Regions from separate parts of the Gossypium hirsutum genome. Here region 2 is linked to region 1. A link is a contact called in public Hi-C data. All regions are on one chromosome and are shown on one strand. The core of a region is the stretch at or near the end of the contact, and the rest is flanking DNA. Distances in the headings are between cores, read along the strand shown.

Region 1 (6,667 bases), core at 2,787-5,286:
TATGCACATACGGCTACCCGTCATACGTATAGACTAATTAACTCAACATATAATTCAAGTAGAATCATCATATTACCGTATATTTGTTATGCTCATACGTCGTGACTTAATTAAATCGTAACTAAGTCTCGTTACTCGAAAACTTACCTCGGATGTTGTCGAACGATTTCGATGGCTATTCGACCACTTTTTCCTTCCCTTTATCGGATTTAGTTCCCCTTTGCTCTTGAGCTTAATTTAACAAATAAATTGATTTAATCATTTGAGCATCGAAAAGAGGAACTCAAGGTACTTAGCCCATATATATTCATTAGACATTAAAGTCACATATGTATGAAATCATGAATCAAACTCAACATATTAGCCCACACTCTCTTTTAGCTGATTATCTAAGCCAAGATAAAAGCATCAATATGGTTGCCTCTAACCGAATACATGCAACACCAATCCATCTCATGTGGCCGAATATGCATGTCTATGTTGAGGCCAATTATATACTTAATACCACACATAAATGGCATACATTTTACTAACTAATGCATTACATATTATAACTCAATACGCATCCATCATTTACTCCATAACTGAAACACCATCATATATAAATATATACCTTGAGATAATATATATGTCATACCAATACATCATGTGCAAATATATATATGTGCAAGAGCCGAATCACAAAGTTGATTATAACCACCTCATATATTTTCATCATATACCCGAATGCACAAGTACATTATAATAACTTCCAACTCAATTCATGTTACAAATTTATACTTCACAAGAATAAATCATTAACCAAATATAAACATATATCCAAAACACAAATCTTACCTACCATGTAATAAGCATAAATCATACTCATGGATATACCATGGCCGATACCTCCAACAACACCAAATAAAAATATACTTCATGGATCTAAGGTAGAACCAAGAAAGGAACTCATAGATATCAAGATGTAAGCAAACTACCATTGTTCATCTAGATTTAGCATAAAACACAACCATCACCCTTATTAATCTCCATAGCCGAAAACCTTACTTATTCCAAAATCACAATTTCAACATGGGTTACCAACAATAACTTGATAATATCTCACTCAATATCAACTAGGATTTCAAGAACTAGTATCAACTTCCTTACCTTAATATCGACCTAAGATGACCGATTGCTTCACTCCTTTCTTCCTCCTTTCGATTCGGCCAAGAAGAACCAAAGAACACAACTTGTTTTCTTTCTTCAATTCACGGCAATGGGGGGGCATGGATGAGACAATTTTTTTTTCATCAGGGGGGCATGGATGAGACAATTTTTTTTTTCATCACTCCTCCCTTTGCATTACTTTAATCCTAACCCCTTTTTTGTATTCTTTCTAACATAACACACTAACACAACATGTTTACAACATGTTTCCACCCATAGCATGGCCGGCCACTATGCTTTAATTTTGGGAAATTTGACATGCAAACCCTTCATTTTCACAACATGCATTAATAGGCCACTTTACATTTGCCTAGCACATTTCTAAATTTTCTCACATAAGTCCTATTTGATAAAATTCACTTACAATTAACAAAATTCAAACATGAAATTTTCACACATGCATATGTACATATAATGAGCATCAACTATGACGGCTAATTATTTTTATGACTCGGTTTAGTGGTCCCGAAACCACTTTCCGACTAGGGTCAATTTAGGGGCTGTCTCACATCTTGTGTGAGAAAATCAAATTATATTCTTTAATGATGGATGAGATCTAACACATGTTGCGGATTCTTGATAGCTTGAGTGAGTAGCATCGAAAAAAGCTTGTATAAGTAAATCAACTTTACAGTTTGTGGAAGTAAATTAATCTCATGTATCCGAATTTAAATTGCTATTGTTCTCTAGACAGAAAATGAAAATTAAATGGTAATGAAATGATTGAATGTGAATTCCGTTGATTTGTTTTAGTATCGAACAAGGTTGAATAGTATGATGTAAAATAATTTGGTTGTACATGTATGTGAATTTAGATGCCATGATCTTATTATGTGAGGTATTAACCTACAGGTTGTCTTGTGGAATGGCTTATGAATATATATAAATAAGGATGCCAAGGATATGCCATGTTGCCTTTGTGTTTCAATTACTTGAATTGTTAAAATGACAAGGTAAGTTAAGTTCATTTATTATGAACTTACTAAGTGTTAAATATGCTTACTATGTTTCATTTTTTGTTTCCGTAGTGGTCATTTTGTAGAACGCGTCGATTGGATCACCTCGAAGCTCACACTATCCACCTATCGATTCGACAGACTTTTGCTCATTTTAAGCTTGATTATGCTGCACGTACATAGGTGTTTATTTGAATTATGGTTTGGTTTACACCTTTGTTAATGTTTGATTTTGGAAAGCTAATGTTCATATATGCAATAGTGTATGTTTTGGTAACTTATGTATCTTTGTGTTTGTTATTTAAATGGTAAAATGAGTATGGAATGGGGTAGTATATGTGATGGTAAGAAATGGAAAATGCATTGATTTTAAGCCGGGGTCTTTTGATGTTAAAAAAGCTTCAATTGGAGTTCATAATACTAAATATTATTTATGAGTTAGGCAACTTCTTTATCCAAATGCTTAGTATATCTAGCTTGTGCAGTACACAAAACACTAACGGATGTTAAGCCAATTGCAATTTGGGCAACAACTGGTACAGGCTCATCATCTTCATTAGTTAGAGTATCCACCTTAATATCTTCAACAACATGCTTTCCCTTTTTTCACTTTGAGAAATACTTTAGTTCCACAGACCTCATCTTTTTCATTAATAAATGACTTTTGCTTGAGAGAAATTGGAAAGATGAGATATGGAAGGGGCAAAGTGAGCCTCGTGTTTTTGATCTCTGCATGCTTTACCATGAATGAAACGTATGGGTCTCTAGTCTTTAGTGTTCAATTAGAGTAGATAGTCATGTTGAAACATATGTAACTCTCACAATATGGCTAGTGTGATAGAAATCGACATCCTATAATTGGGGGATGATTCTCTCGTCTGAGTGCACCTACACTTATATTGTCGTGAAGGTAAGCCATAAGAGAGTGTTGCAATAATTTTGTCTCCTTGGAAAAATATGCTCCTTCGGTTCTCATTATGTTGGTTGCCATTACAATACCTTTGGAAATTTTAACTTGATGGCACTTAGCTATGCAAGGTTTTAGGTAAAACGTAGTAAACTATTTGTTTTGGATGCTTTTGAAAAACTAAAATCCTTAAACCTTATTTATAAGTTTTAAATTTACAATTTGAGGAAAGGTTTACAAGATAAATTTGACACCCACATGTGTTGAATTTAACTTTGTTTTTCGTTAAAATTAAGTAAAATTACACTATGTGTCATTTTAAATGTTGTTAATAACTCGAGACCTATGGATGTTGAGTTTAAGGTTTAAGCTTATCCTCATTGATTTTAAAATTAAATTATACTATTACAGTATAATTTTAAAAATTACACCATGAACTCAACACTTAAATTATTGAGTTGTTGTAATCATATCAAAATAATTACTCTGATTACAATACGATGTGGATGCATTGACAGTGATACCATGCACACTAAACTTAATACTTGTAAATATGGAAACATCTTTAAAAAAGATATTTCAAAAGATAACTCCCAAAAACATATATTAATAAATAATAATAAAGTAACTAATAACATTGTAAAAAAACTTTATAGATTGATAATTTCTTAATTTTTATATTATTATAAAAAATCGCCACTAAAAATGAAAAACTACATTAAAAAAAAGGAAAATAAATAGGAAAATGTGAAAAAGCAATGGATTTACTTGGTAATATAAGTTGTTGGGCAGATATGTCGTAGTCATATTGGTGTCGTATAAATCACAAACCAAAACGGCTTTGATTTTAATGCAGAATGACGGTTCATTGTATTTGGACTGTATGGAGTTTTTTAACCTTGTCCACCTGCATCCACGTCATCATCTACAATAGATTCCTAGTCCCGACACCCCAGGCTAAGTTATTGGAACAACTTAATCATTTTCATATCTACACGCAGAAGACTGCGCGTGTGTGTGAACCCCCTATATATAATACAGATTCCGCTAGTAGTTGTCTGGGATGCAACTAATTTATTCACATTTTATTTTAAAGGAAAAATACTTATTAAAATTTTAGAGTTGATATTATTAAGAGGACGTCATAAATTTTATACATAAGTCATAAAATAAATATAAAAAATATTATAGCTAATTCTTTTTTGGTACCTGCAAAAGCAAGGTGTTACTGAAGCATTATCTTCTTTTGAAAACTATTTAAACCTTATTTAGACTTTGATAAAAATATTCACTTGTTTGAAAAATATTTAATAAATTAGACATAAATTTAAAATATTTAATTTTAACAGAAATCATATATTTTTTTTATGAAAAGTATATTTCATTATGTAATTAATTTTTTTATTGTGCAATTAAAAACAAGAAATGAATAAATTAAATAATAAATAAATAGATAAATAATAAATATTTTTTATTTAAATTTGGGTAAACTATCAAAATAGTCACTTTTATTTACCTCAAATTACATTTTGATCATTTATGTTTGAAATGCTACGCTTTAGTCACTTACGTTATGTTACATTTTTATCACTGAGCCATTAATTATCATTAACGCTGTAACAGTAAGCTAACGTGACACGTTAAATCATTATTTCAAACGAAAATTTTAGGTTAAATTATACAATTCCTCTCTATAATTTTTCGTTTTAAGCATGTTAGAGATTGTGTGACCCAAATCCCGTCACTTATTGAAAAAATAAATATAGTGACAAAATAAGGGGATTTGTAGGGGCGAAATCCCCGCAGTACGGAACATACCGCACAAGTTGAGTCCGTATATAACTATATTTCTACTACTTGACTTTGATTAGAACAGAGTTTTTCAATCCTTAAATAAATTGAAACTCCTCTTATATCTTTCATTTTTCAACATTAGTGAATTTATTCTCCTCTACTTGTGGTTTTTTTTCCCGAAAGGGTTTTCACGTAAAATCTGTGTTCTTATTTTTTTTTCTTATTGTTTTACGATTGTTCTACTGTCATTATCGACGTGCATTATAATAGAGCATTTTTTTCTTTTATGTTCTTTTAAATTTCCTTTTTTTTCCATTCTCTTCTGCTTCTCCCTTTATTTTACTCCCTTCTCCATTTCTTTTAAAATAGTTTTTCTATGCTTTTCATTTCTTTTAACATAACTTTTTTATGTTTCTAAAACACGAAAAGGTGAAAGCTAAAACGAAAATAAAAATTGCCTCGCACATGCTCACCCCATTCTTACCCCATAGTTACAAACCATCATCATCCACTGTCGCTTTGACGGACCAATTCGGATCTCTCAATAACCTAGTCCACAAGCTTGCCTCACTCGAAGACCTCGCCAATCGTGACCTATGGCAGTCTACCTTCAACAAATTTCCTGAGCTCATTCCCTCAAACTCCTAACCAATCCCCATGCCCACCTTATCTACCTTACCTACAACATTCTCGCCCTCTCGAAACTACGTTGTTTCACGAATGCTTCAAACGAGCTCGACACTTTCAATGACTAAAATGACCACCATACGAAACTTACCCAAACCAATTTGGTTCCATGCTCCCTTTTTCTCTTCGATTCATCCATGATCAGCTTCCAATAAAGCTTTATTGGGAGAGTATCCAAGAAGGTTTAGATCAATTTTATCGTTTACTTAATTTTATTCGTCAAAAAAATAAAAGAAAAGGAAAGGAATAATCTACACGATTTTTGTCAAATTTTGGAAAAGGAAAAGAATTGTTTTGAATATAAATATTTCAATTTATGCTTAGATTTGATTAAGGCTATGCTTTTTTATATTGATTAGTTAGACCTAGTTTTAGTTTCAAAATTAGGTTATAATCAAATCAAGGTTTGATTAAGAATGATTGATATTTGGTTTTTGGTGAAATTCAATTTAGGAATCATGTGAAAGAAACAATGACTTGATTTATAGTTTACCCTTTGAATTTTGCTCAGATCTAAGGTTACTTGAAGAGGAGGTGGGCATTCTTCAAACTTGCTTTATATGATGACTCATGTTTTTCGAGTTTTAGAATTGATTTGATAAAAGTTAATTACTAATATTATTAGTAAATGATGAATTTTTATCAACTCAACTCTAAAATTCAAATTAAATACTAAAAAGTTAACATTATTACTTTTAAGTACTAAAAATTATAAATTTTGTCAAAAATAATTTTTAAATTAGACAAAAAGTTTAAGTATTACATTAAAAGATATATCAAATAATGGATTAAGGGAAAAAAAAGGAAGAAAGAAAGAAAATGAATTGGACGTGTCAATTTAACCACATAAATTTTGCAATAGATAGAAATTTAGGCATTGGTTTTGTGTTTTTATGTCGGCTATATAGAATACTCAAAAACATAAAGGATAAGATGAACAGGCGCGTGGTAGTGAGGTGCGAAAAAGATGGTCGGGGACTATAAAGTACGGTTGAAAGGCATTGAAGGCAAGAGAGGTCGGATTTATTTGCATTAAAAAGCAAAAGCATTTTTTATGGAAAATAATTTAAAATATTTTTATTAAGAAAATTTGTTTTTATTTTATTTTTTAAAT
Region 2 (6,667 bases), core at 2,603-5,102, 310 kb before region 1:
ATCAAATCCGATCTTTTATGAGATTAGAAGTATGCTCTAACTTTGAACACTTGCTTGTATATAGTCTCCTCTCAACAATGCTTTTATACACCAGCAGTATTTTTGCCCTAGCTATTTGCATTATTCAAAGTGCTGAATGGAATAGTTATGGAGAATCGATCAGGTTAAGTTATGAATGAAAAATAGATCTTAAGATCCTATATGTGTCAAGTGTAATAAATAACGATAAAGTATTATGGAGATTTTTATATTAAGAGTACGATTATATTTTGTCTCTTCCACTTAAAAAATAAGCAAAGTGGTCATTGTAAAGTAGTTATCTTTTTAAAATTTTTATCAATTTTTGTAGTTAAACGTGACATGTCATGTGTAACTGTTTAGATTAATTTTTTTATAGGAAAGATTATTTTACTTTTTTATTAACTAATTTACTTATTTTTAAATTTTAAAAACTAAAATACAATGTGACTTTTTTAGTATACTTATCGCAAATGGCTGAATCTCTCATACAAACAAAAAGACATTAGGATTTGGATGTGAAAGTCAAAATCTAAAATTTGCTTTTAAGAGTGTAGGGTACAAACATTGAAAGGCTTTCCCTAATGCTTCAGCCCAATTATTCTTCTCTATTCGATTATAAGCCCAATTAGGGTAACAACAACCACTTTACTTTTTTCTCTTTTTCCTTAAAAAGAACACAAGTTTCCTGTCTCACAGACTTAGGGTTCACTGGCCAAAAAGAAAAGAGCTTAGGGTTTTAGGAGCTGAAAACTGAGGGAGAGACAGCGATGATGGCTACATCAAGACTGTTTGGCAGGTGCGGCGGATTGTTAGAAGCGGCGAAGGCTTTCTCTGCTTCCTTCGCTTCTTCGTCTTCTTCTTCTTCCAGTGGAAATGGAAGGGGGCTTATGCGGGTGATACCTGTCTCTCCACAGCTGGCCAAGTTCCTTGGAGCCTCCGAAGCTTCTCGCACCGACGCCATTAAAAAGATTTGGGACTACATCAAGCTCCACAATCTCCAGGTCCAAAACCCTTTCCTTTTTTGTCTTCCAATGTTACTGTTACTTTAGCCTGCTCTCTAGTTATTGGTGGAACAATTAGAGAGAATATATTAATCATGTTTGTTTTCATGGTAGTTTCAATCCATATTCTCATTCAAGTTATCCTAATCCCCCCAAAAGTAAAGGATGGCTCTTTTTTCTGTATTTGTAAACAAGAATAAAGATTTCTGCAAGTCACGCCTGTTAGTCAAACAGAAAATATGCTTGATACCATTTGTTTGTGAAGAAGGAAAACAAAGTTATAAAAGGAGCAGCATTTTGCATTTTGTTCTACAACTTTTCAGTAAAAATATAAATCCAAAAGCTCCTTTGATGTTTAAGTCTATCAGAATTCACATTTTTTTTTATGTTTGTTGTTCAACTCTTTGAAGTTTTCTTCTTTAATCCCACCTAGGCTAAGTGTTAATTTATGCTTTATTTTAGTACCATTAGTATTTATGTTTTTAAGATTGTTGTTATGCAAGGAAGCTTGTATAATCCTAGCAATATTGTCTGTCTTTTATTTGCTTGACCCTGTAATTTGCTTGCTGTGATGTTGTTCAGAACCCTGCAAACAAGAAGGAGATTATTTGTGATGAGAAGTTGAAGACGATATTCGCCGGGAAGGAGTCTGTCGGAATGTTAGAGATTAGCAAATATCTCTCCCCACATTTTCTGAAATCCAAATAAACTTTGCCTTTGCCTTTGCCTTTGCCTTAGCGTTAGCCTTTTGTTGGAACTTTAAGACTTAAGTTGCATTGTGATGAATCTGAAAAAATGCTTTTGTCATTAGTCTTTTTCAGTACAAATGCTTAGACCCCTTTTTTCCCCTCGATGGTTGAATATGGTTGCTTGTTTAGAAAACCCTGTATTCATCCACCTATTGATGAAATGACGTGGAACATGCTTATCGTGACTGCTCAAATTTTTTTACTTCTTTTATAGTTCTGGTGATTGGATTTTCATAGATAATTGAGTTGCCTTGTGAATCGTTCTGCGTAACACAAAAATTGTGATTGTAACTATTTTTGTCACTAAAGTGTGCTTACAAATCTCTCCTTTATTGTTGATCAATTAATTCCCAACATTTTGTGTTTGATCTGAAAGTTTAGGCTTTTTTAGAAAAACTAGCCTAACAAATTATGAAAATTACCCAAGTACCAGATTATTTAGGAAAATGACTTAAAATGTACCGTGTTTTTGGGTGACACCACTCCAAGGCGATGCCATCCCACTTAACTATCACCCATTTATTACGTTAATGATTAGTTGAATAAAAAGTTATTTTTTTGGCGTGGTCGGCATCCATACGAGTTTTTTCAAATATTGTATTTTCATGGGTATTTTTGTAGTAAAAAAATATTATTATTATTTTACGGTGTTGCCTCCTTCAATGGAGGCACCAAATTAATAAACTAAGAAATATTATTTTACTGATTTTAGTGAGACTACGTGAAATGACTACATCGGAAAAAAGTTAAAAAATTATTGGTGTTGTAACATTAGGAGTAGGCATCAAGAAATTTTCGTATTACTGAATTGGGTGACTCCACATGAAGTGATGGCATCGAAAAATTTAGAAAAATATTACTGGTGGTACCGTCTCATCTAGGGTAGGGACCAGGGAGAATTCCTTTTTACTGACTTTGGTGACTCCATGTGAAATGGTAGGGAGAATTCTTTTTACTGACTTTGGTGACTCCATGTGAAATAGTGGTATTGAAAAATTTTAAAAAATATTGGCGCCGCCACATCTAGAGTTGACATCAAAAAAAAAATTTTACAGAAATTTGGTGCCTCCGTTGAAGTAGGCAGCACCAAAAAATTTAAAAAAAAAGTTTCTTAGACTGGTGTCGCCAGTTATAAACCTTTAATCAAAAATTTTTTTTTCACACATTTAGTGCCTCCATTGAAGGAGGCGATACTAAAAAATAATAAAAAAAGATATATTTTTTCTCTTTACTCTTGAAATACCCATAAAAATATGGTATTTGAAACAACTGCTGCCTTGGAAAGTAGTGGGACAAAAAAAATTAAAATTTTTTGTTCAGCTATTCATTTGGCTTAATAGTTAGGTGATGATTAAGTGAGATTTTAGGATAGCGTCGTCGCGTTGGAGAGTGATATCACTCAAAAATGCTATAAATTTTAGGTTAATTTTCTAAATAATTTGATACTTGAGTATTTTTACAATTTTTTAATATTATTGAGTTAGTTTAAAAAAAAAAACCCGAAAGTTTAGCGGAGTTGGTAAAACATGAAAGGGAATCATTTTGCAAAATATGAAGGTGAGATGGAAGTGTGTGAAAAGATGGTTTTGGTTCATAATTTGGTGCAGTCATGCTTAACGTAATTAACTATTTGATGTAGGGCTTTAATTGAAAAATGGTTCGGTTGATGAGTTGGAAAGTATTAACTATTTGGAGTAATTAAACATCAAATAGCTTTGATTTGCGCTGTTTTTACCACTCAGTTTTTGTTGAGATGATGGTCTAAATCTCTGAATTGTGAGTACTGGAAACTAGGGAGTTTTTGGATTTATTTTGATAAAATAAATTTTGTAAATTTTTATAAATACTTTTATGAAAATATTTTTAAATAAAAATATAATCAATAATTATTATATAATATTATATTAAAAATAATTTTTATATTTATTTATTCAATATAAAATTTTATTTTTACATCACATTAAAATTAAAATTAAAATTAAAATTAAATATAAAAAAAACTAAATTATTAGTTTAACTCGCATTTCTTAAAAAAAAAAATTAATAACTCGGTGGTATCTGTCGGTGGTAGTGTTAAGAAGGAAAAAGGGGAAGCCTAGTGCCAGGCCCAACAGTTGTAGAAAATTAGAAAACATGGGAAATAAATACTGATGAACTGCGTCTCGTCTGCTGCATAGCATTGCATTGCGAGGGTGGCATTACGTTGCTTTCTCTTATCTCATTTTTTGCGTCTACATCATATCTTTCAGTGCCTGAGCCAAGCGCCGATCACCTCTTTTCCCTGCCATCAATCCATTCCATTGCCTTCCATCCTAAAACAAAACAAAAATAAATGGTCAGCTCCCTTTCTCTATAACCACCGTTTTGTATTCTGGTATGAACTTAACGTTTTAGACTTGTACTTTGCGTCCTCGCCTGTCTTGGGTTTCCGTTGTTTTTAACTGCAGATCTACACTTGTTTGACTTAGGATCGATCTCGATTTATTTATTTTTTATTTACAGTTTTCGAACAATGTATTCGGATCCCATCCCATGTTTTTTTTATTAGATATATTTGTAGGAACTTGTTGATTGAAACTAAATTCGGGAACGCTGTATGTAAGTCTTAGATCCCATTGTCGTAGTCTCTTATAAGCAATCTTAAGTTACAATCCTATAACAGCGATAATGATTTGGGGACATTTTACAATCCTTGATTTTGTTTTATGATGGTGGTGCTAGGAGTCTTGTCCTTCTATAAAAAATATCCTTCTCCTGGATTCCGAGGGGAATCGTGTTGCTGTTAAATATTACTCCGATGAGTGGCCCAATAACAGTGCTAAGGAAGCCTTTGAGAAGTCTTTATTTACAAAGACTCAAAAGACCAATGCTCGAACTGAAGGTAAACAATTTGTATTCCTTTTTGTCCATTCACACCTCTCTTTCTCTTTGTGCCCTGTTTCTTTTGTGTATAGATTATGTGTTTAATGAGGTTGGGGGGAGGGTTATCCACTGGACCGAACCGGGACGGGTGTCAAATGAAGATTCAAATACAAGTACTTTGCCACTCCACCTACAGAAATAATCATGTTGTTCAAGTGTAACAAGTTAACAACTATAACGCACACCTATCTCTCGTTTCGCTTTTAATTTTGATTTGTGATCATACATTCTTAATCTAAGGGAAACAAATAAAGTTGAAGATAAATGAAGTCTTTTCTGGCTTTGAAAGATATTGAAGATATTGTTTTTTGCATTTTGTTTTATTGGTTTTGCTTGGGAGGACAAGAAATATCATTCATTGACCTTTCATAATGTATTCATACCATTTCTTCTTGATTGTGATTGTTGTTTCCCTGTTTACAGCGGAGATAGCAATGTTCGAGAGTCATATCATTGTGTACAAGTTTGTTCAAGACCTTCACTTTTTTGTTACTGGGGCTGAAAATGAAAATGAGCTCATTCTGGTAACTGTTCTTCAAGGGTTTTTTGATGCAGTTGGCCTTCTTCTAAGGTTTTCATAATCGCTTATTACCCTGTTTACCATATCTTTACGCGTGCATTGCTACCAACTTACTGCGACTCCTTTTGCTTACTACCATTTGTTCCAGAGGGACTGTGGACAAGAAAGAGGCACTGGAGAACTTAGATCTCATTTTGTTATGCCTTGATGAGATTGTCGATGGCGGGTATGCAACATGATTCATTGTAGTTAAAAGTTTACTTTTTTATAAATGAGACACCATTTATCTTTGTTTGTTTGGTAATAGTCAAGATTCCTTTAATTTTGTAACTTTTTACTTGCTGCCAAATACTAAAAGTGTAAATGAGACAATAAGGAATAAACGGGGGCAGGGGAGAACATGCAATAGACTAGTTTCTCTTCAACGATCCTTGCCCTTAAGGTGCATCATAAAAAAAATGTCTTTTTATCTAGGTATTAGCAAAATATAATCAATAATTCTTATATAATATTCTATTAAAAAGACATTTTTTATGTCATTTAGAATGCCATCAAATAACATGGATGTTAAATTGGGTTGAACCAATTATACAAGTAAATAGAAAACACTAGCTTGTATATTTTACCCTTCTAACAATCATTAGTATTGCAAGATAATATACTTCTTGGTGTGTACTTGCCTTTCTAGCAATGCTGTGGGTACCCTTTTACCTACAGATGAATTCGTTCCATACGTCAAGGTATTTAGACTTGGCTGGAAACTTAGTATGTAAACAAAAGAGTTTTGTGACTTACAGGCAGGAACTGAAATGGTCATCTTAGGGGTTCTGAGCTATCTCAATCCACTTAAAGCCATTAGATTGATTTGCTATCCTTAATTCTTTTCTTTGTTTCTACTTTGCAGCATCATCCTAGAAACCGATGCGAATGTCATTGCAGGGAAGGTTGCTAGTCATAATATAGATGCGGCTGCTCCTTTATCTGAGCAGGTATTGTTACTTTTTTTGAATAATTCTTCCAACATGTCTCCATCAGCTGGCAGACGTTGAACCATATTTGAATTTTTTTTGGTTAATTTTGTGTTTTGCAGACAATAAGTCAAGCATTGGCAACTGCTCGGGAACATTTAGCAAGATCTCTCCTCAAGTGATGATTATAAGGGAAAGGAGCAAAGCAAAGAGTTTCGAATTATTATTATTTCTAGCTTTTTATTATTCTTGTATTTGTATTTTGTACCATGGCTGCTAAGCACCGACTTAGTCCGAGTGGATGATGATGCCTTGTGGTCTGGCTAATATTATTTATTTTTATAACCCCAAAGGGATTGGTTGCATTTACCCCATTTTTCATGTTTTATAGTAGTAATCTTGTTGAGTAATTAAGAGTATATGTCCTTCAGATGGGTTAAACAATATATTTATATGATATGGTTATTATTTATGGATGTGATATTG

What was found. Hi-C and Micro-C count contacts between places; a contact is called where the count stands out from the background.
Region 2: a contact with region 1 is called in a Hi-C map of leaf, with 3 times the contacts expected there. The contact joins the promoter of LOC107929414 here to the enhancer-like site in region 1. A contact is called at or near these places in 5 of 34 Hi-C or Micro-C datasets (callus and leaf).

What each region holds. Positions count from the first base shown.
Region 1 is chrA08:110,015,415-110,022,081 of Gossypium_hirsutum_v2.1, reverse strand. No RefSeq gene overlaps it. Among protein-coding and RNA genes, the nearest start is that of LOC107929452, 11 kb to the right of the region's middle. Within about 2 kb of position 4,036, at least 3 of the 9 cell types and tissues checked have an H3K27ac peak or open chromatin away from gene starts, as enhancers often do. A contact at or near this core is called in leaf, where this site is marked.
Region 2 is chrA08:110,322,616-110,329,282 of Gossypium_hirsutum_v2.1, reverse strand. It overlaps LOC107929414 (coatomer subunit zeta-2), which reads left to right and starts at 3,852. Exons shown (of 6, transcript XM_016860829.2): 1 at 3,852-4,106; 2 at 4,493-4,652; 3 at 5,117-5,264; 4 at 5,362-5,439; 5 at 6,118-6,202; 6 at 6,304-6,550. The coding sequence starts at 4,104. The coding sequence ends at 6,363. It overlaps LOC107929407 (upstream activation factor subunit UAF30), which reads left to right and starts at 516. Exons shown (of 2, transcript XM_016860820.2): 1 at 516-1,022; 2 at 1,605-1,956. The coding sequence starts at 789. The coding sequence ends at 1,730. LOC107929455 reads left to right here. Exons shown (of 7, transcript XM_016860882.2): 7 at 1-110.